Regions from separate parts of the Mus musculus genome. Here region 1 is linked to region 2. Evidence: chromatin contacts called from public promoter capture Hi-C data. All regions are on one chromosome and are shown on one strand. Each heading gives the region's core, a stretch centred on a gene start, on an enhancer-like site or on the middle of the called end of the contact. The rest is flanking DNA. Distances are from core to core; before and after follow the strand shown.

What was found. Capture Hi-C pulls out chosen DNA fragments and counts their contacts.
Region 1: a promoter capture Hi-C map of adipose tissue shows a contact between it and region 2. The contact joins two enhancer-like sites. A contact is called at or near these places in 1 of 484 Hi-C or Micro-C datasets (embryonic stem cells) and 2 of 9 other capture datasets (adipose tissue and liver).

The regions. Positions count from the first base shown.
Region 1 is chr5:143,583,704-143,586,403 of GRCm38.p6, forward strand. No RefSeq gene overlaps it. Among named protein-coding and RNA genes, the nearest start is that of Fam220a, 36 kb to the left of the region's middle. Within about 2 kb of position 1,393, at least 19 of the 459 cell types and tissues checked have an H3K27ac peak or open chromatin away from gene starts, as enhancers often do. A contact at or near this core is called in adipose tissue, where this site is marked.
Region 2 is chr5:143,469,245-143,471,957 of GRCm38.p6, forward strand. All of the region lies in intron 2 of Daglb (diacylglycerol lipase, beta), which reads left to right. Among named protein-coding and RNA genes, the nearest start is that of Daglb, 6.1 kb to the left of the region's middle. Within about 2 kb of position 1,402, at least 107 of the 459 cell types and tissues checked have an H3K27ac peak or open chromatin away from gene starts, as enhancers often do. A contact at or near this core is called in adipose tissue, where this site is marked.

The DNA.
Region 1 (2,700 bases), core at 143-2,642, 110 kb after region 2:
AGGTCAGAGGGCAACTTTTAGGAGCCGGTTCTCTTCTACCTTGTTGAGGCAGAGTTTAGCATGTTGACCTGGGTACAGTGTACCATGGAGAAGCTAGCCTTCATGAGCTGATTGATTCTTCTGCCTCTTCCCTCCATCTTGCTGTGGGAATGCTAGGATTACAGATGCAGGACAACACAGCTATCTATCTACCAATCTAGCTATCATCTATCTATATTTTTATCAACTGATTAAATCAATTTATTAAAAGAGCTGATTTAGTCGTCTCCAGCAGTGACTTTGGCCTCCACTCCTGGCCCAGTGCTGTTGAAAGTGGTTTTAACAACCCTCAAAGGACTGTGTAAATTTGAGTCGCTTGTAGGTTCTCATCAGAAGCAAGCCCGGTGAAACCTTCACCACCGGGTGTTTTTGCTGTAGTGAGTCTCTTGGTAGGCATGCACACTGATCCTTTCAAGTTCAGATTCTTCTTCTTCCTGGCTCAGTACGCATCCCCTCCCCACCCCACCATGAGTCACAGTGCCACCTTGAGTGTATTTTGAATTTGGTGCATTACCATTGCAGGTTTCATCTGCATTGTTTCATTTTTCTGATATCTCTAAAACCCACAAAGCCAAGGCTGCAGTGGTGCAGCTTCCTCCAGGATGCCTTGTTCCTCGGCGGAAACCAACAGCCGCAAGTGAACGGACTGAACGGTCTTCTGCTCTTTTACGGGCTGAGCCATCTCCCTGCCTGCATCACTTGGAGAAGATGACCAAGTTCTAGAGATGGGCAGAGGGCACTACTCACTGCTGCTCACACTTGTGAAATACTAATGCCAATGAACTGTTCACCGAAAAATGGCTAAGGTGGACCTGAGTGGGATGGTGTATGCCTAAAATCCTAACATTGGGGAAGTAAAGGCAGATAGATCAGGAGTTCAAGGCTAGTCCCAGCTACATAAGAAGTCCAATTCTGGGGCTGGAGAGATGGCTCAGTGGTTAAGAGCACTGACAACTCTTGCAAAGCACTGGGCTTCAGTATAGTGTCTCCCTACCATCCAGTCCCAGGTGATCAGATGCCTTCTTCTGACTTCTGTGGACACCAGATATGCATGGTGGTGTACATACATATATGCCAGAAAGTACCCATAAACATAAAATAAGAACAATTATAGTTAAAGAAGTTAACATTAAACACACACACACAGACACACACACAGTGGGTCCAGGATATGGTAGTATAAGCTTTTAATTCAAGCACTCAGGAAGCAGACGCTGACAGGCCAGCCTGGTCTACATAGTGGCAGAAAACAGGAAAGGAAGACATAAATGCCACTGGCCTTCACCTGTGTGACACGCTCACATGCATGAATATCCTCACACAGGAACACAAGCATAGGCAGGCTCACATACAAAGAGAGTGACTCACGAGGAGTAGTTATGAGAATCTGAAGTATGTGAAATATGCTGGCTATGAATCTTGTAAAGGCCGGATTGAATTATTTAATAATCAATGGAATTGCTTAATAATCTCTGAGGCCCCCAGGAGGTCAGCTTGTCCAACCCTGCTCTGTCCCAGGAATGGACACTTAAGGTTGGAAGCATCAGGCAACTCCACCATGGGCTCGAATGAGGTCATTCACTTTACTCCCATCATAACTGGAAGACTTGCTGTGAGACTGAACACTGCGAAAATAACTTAATGTGCCAGGAATGATAGCACACAGCTTTAATCCCAGCACTCGGGAGACAGAGGTAGGTGGATCTCAGAGTTCCAAGCCAGCCTGGTCTACAGAGTGAGTTCCAGGACAGCCAGAGCAACACAGAGAAACCCTGTCTCGAAAAACCAAACAAAAAACTTTATGAGTTGGGAGTGTGGCTCAGTGGAAGAGTGCTCACTTTGAACGTTCCCTAACACTGAAATAAAAAAGTGTTACTCAGGGCCAGGCCTGAAGAACTCCCACAAAAGGAGTTCAGAGCCACCAGAGTTACCTTGGTGAGACATTAAATGAACATAAATAAATAAGTAACTAAAAGTAAATAAACAAATAGTTGCAAAAGAAAAAGTGAAAGGGGCTGGGGGTCGCACCTCTGTAGAGCCTTATCTAACGTGCTTGAAGCTGCGGAAGTTGTAGGGTTCATCTCCAGCATCTAGCAGCTTGGTGCTTTCAGTAGTTAAGAGCACTGGCTGCTCATTCAGAGGGCCTCGCAACTGCATGGCAGCTCACTACTGCCTGTAACTCCAGTTCCAGAGGATCTGATGCCTTTTCCTAATCTTTGTGGGTAACTGGTGTGCCAGGGGTACCCATACATACATGCAGGCAAACATACTTATGCGCAAAATGAAAATAAATCTTAAAATAGAGGGAGACAATTTTTCATGTGGCAGAAATGTAGTGAAGAAAACGATAAGGGCGGGCTGGCTAGCTCGGTGGGTAAAGTGCTTGGCCTGCGAGCCCGAGGTCTTGAGTTCGAGCCCTGGAACTCACATGCATGAGGAAGGAGAGAACTGACCCCACAGGGTCATCCCCTGAGCTCCAAAGTGCTCAACATGGGGCAGGTGTGCTCATGGGATGTAATGTACATCATGCAGACACAGGCACAGGCAGAAAAACATGAGTTAAGTCAAATTTGAAGACCGCCCCCATAAACCCATGGAAAATAATTCAATTTTCTGGAGACCTTGTCTCAAAACAAAACAAAACAAAAAAATAAAAGACAC
Region 2 (2,713 bases), core at 152-2,651:
TTATTTGCTTTGGCATCAATAGGGATTGAACCCAGGGCCTCGTGCTTGAGCGGCAATCCCCTCCCAACAGAGCCAGAGCCCCATGTCTCCTCTTTCTGAGATGAAGTCTGCATCATAGCCCTAACTGGCTGGGGACTACTGTGGGCTGCTCTCTTGTCTTTGCCTCCCAAGCACAGGGATTACAGGCATGCACCACCAGACCGAGTACGGGGCTTCAGTGAGAAATAAGGGAACAACCCAGATCAGTGGAAAAAATAGGCAGAAAGCCTGAACAATAACAGAATACATTTTTTAATTTAGCCTCAGCCACACATAAAGATATGAATATAAGCATACTGTCTCATTACGAAGTGGGAATGAATGAACAGCTCTGTCTTTGCATGGGAATCAGCCAAGCCTTTGGGTCGGCCAGTGTGATAACACACACATAGCAATCAGGTCTCACCTACAGTTGGCATATACACTCAGCAGTGCTTGTAGTGTGGCTGTGGATAGACGAGCACAGGGATTCTTCCTCGCAGTCACAGATATATGTGATGTAGTTGAGACAATGTCACTTTCGTTGTGGTCTTGTCTTTGCCTTTACAGGGTATTACTGTGTAGCCCAGGCTGGCCAGACTCGGTGATTTTCCTGTTTCAGCTTCTTGAGCCAGGGCTAGGATCACAGGCATTTGTCTCCGTGTTTGATTTCAGAAGGCTCCATGAAGCCCTCCTATTGGGGGTAGATGGGGACGGTCCACTTCCCAGGCAGTTCAAGGCGCTGTGACAGAGCCCTTTCCATGGGGCCTGCCGTCTGCCGTGTCTGGGAGACCTTCTCTTTGATGCTTTTCTGCATGTCCCACGTGCTGAGGGACCTAAGGAGGTCATTTTAGGAAATGTTTCTTTTTCTTTTGTTTTTTGTTTTTTTTTTTCAAAGGAAGTCTTTCTTGAGGATAGCCCAGTGCAACAGTGTCTCTGAAGGTCAGGGTCATCAAATTGAGATTGAGGGGGGAAAAAAATATGGAAAGAAAAGTGTTTTTCTACCCAGGCATGGTGGCGCATAACTTTAGTCCCAGCACTCAGGAGGCAGAGGCAGGCAGATCTCTGTGAGTTCAAGGCCAGTCTGGTCTGCAGAGTGAAACTTTGTCTTTAAAAAAAAAAAAAATGTGTTTTTCTAAGACCTGAACCTGATAAGGCCGTTAGTATTACATCGTGGGTTGGGGAGGGACTCACAAGACCCCAGCTTTAGCTCAGGGGCTACTGGCAGGCCGTGGTGCTGAGGGAGGGGAGTCATTTTTCTTCAGTGATGTAGCCACTGGTAAGTTGCCCGTGTTCCAGTGAAGAGCTCCCAGCCTGTGCTCAGGCAGTCACCCTAATCAAACTCAGTGAGTCACCAAAAAGCAAAGCCAAGACAAAGATTCGAGAGTAAGAGGGACTTCTCAGGAAGAAGGGGCTCCAGAGGGACCGGGAGGGGCAGGGAAGGGTGGTGACCAAAATGTACCACATATGTATACGAAATTGTCAAGGAGTTTAAAACGGTGTTTTTCTAGGTAGATGGAGGGTCTTTCAATGCCTCGTTTAATCTCTGGGGACTTGTTTAGACACACTCCATCTCTGTTTCTTTGTCCGTATTTAGTGACTGTTGTGTTAGAGCTTTGTGTGAGGAGCCCCAATCACAGATGCTGCTGACTGTGTTAAACTGTGTCCATATTTGGCATCTTTCCAGTGCAGCGGAGGTCTGGTTCCTGTTTTCTAGGGCCTCTGCCACTGTCACTTAGTAGCAGGCTTCCTTCGTTCCTCAGAGAGGGTGAGAGCTCTGTGCCAGCCAGCCAGATGGCTTAGCCAGGTTCTGCTCGCCAAGCCGGGTGACCTGAGTGTGATCCCACACAGTAGAAGGAAAAACTGACTCCTGCGGGTGTCCTCTGACCTCCTCTTGTGTGTCATGGCACACATGTGCTCACACACAATAAATAAATGTAAATAAAAGTGTAAAAATCAATTACCATATAAAGGCCAAGCAGGAGCCTTGGTAGTGCCACGTGCACACAGCCTCACCACAAACACACACCACACTCCACACACAGACTTACCATATACACCACACACCACATACACACCGACTCACCACACACAAACCACACACTACATATGCACCCCACACCACACACACCACATACCACACACCATATATATACCACACCACATACACACAGACTCACCACACACAAACCACACACCACACACCTCATACACAGACTTACCACATACACACCGCACACCATATATACCACACTTCACACACACACACAGAATATACACACCATACATACTACGTACACACCACACTCCACACACACAGACACACGCACACACACAAGTCTAGAGCTCTCTGACCCTCTGTTTGTAAAATGAGATAATCTCTTGTCCACAGTTTGCGAGGATTAAGGAATGGTGGGTATTAAAGTATTTAGTAGTACTGCGTGTTCAGTCAGGTGGACAATGGGACACTTCTTCCTGGCTGAGAGAACCCGGGTGACGACTACTTCTGCCTGGGACAGTCCTCTCCAGCTATACGGTTCCTCCAGTATAATTACACCCAGTGTGCCTCTCTTGCTTCTTAGAAGTATTCCAGTTTGGGCTGTGATTATGTAGTCCTTCCTCCCTAGTTAGAGCCACAGTGAATCTACGCTAGGAGTGTGAAGCTTATGCCCTGCTTCCCAGCCTTCACTCTGTC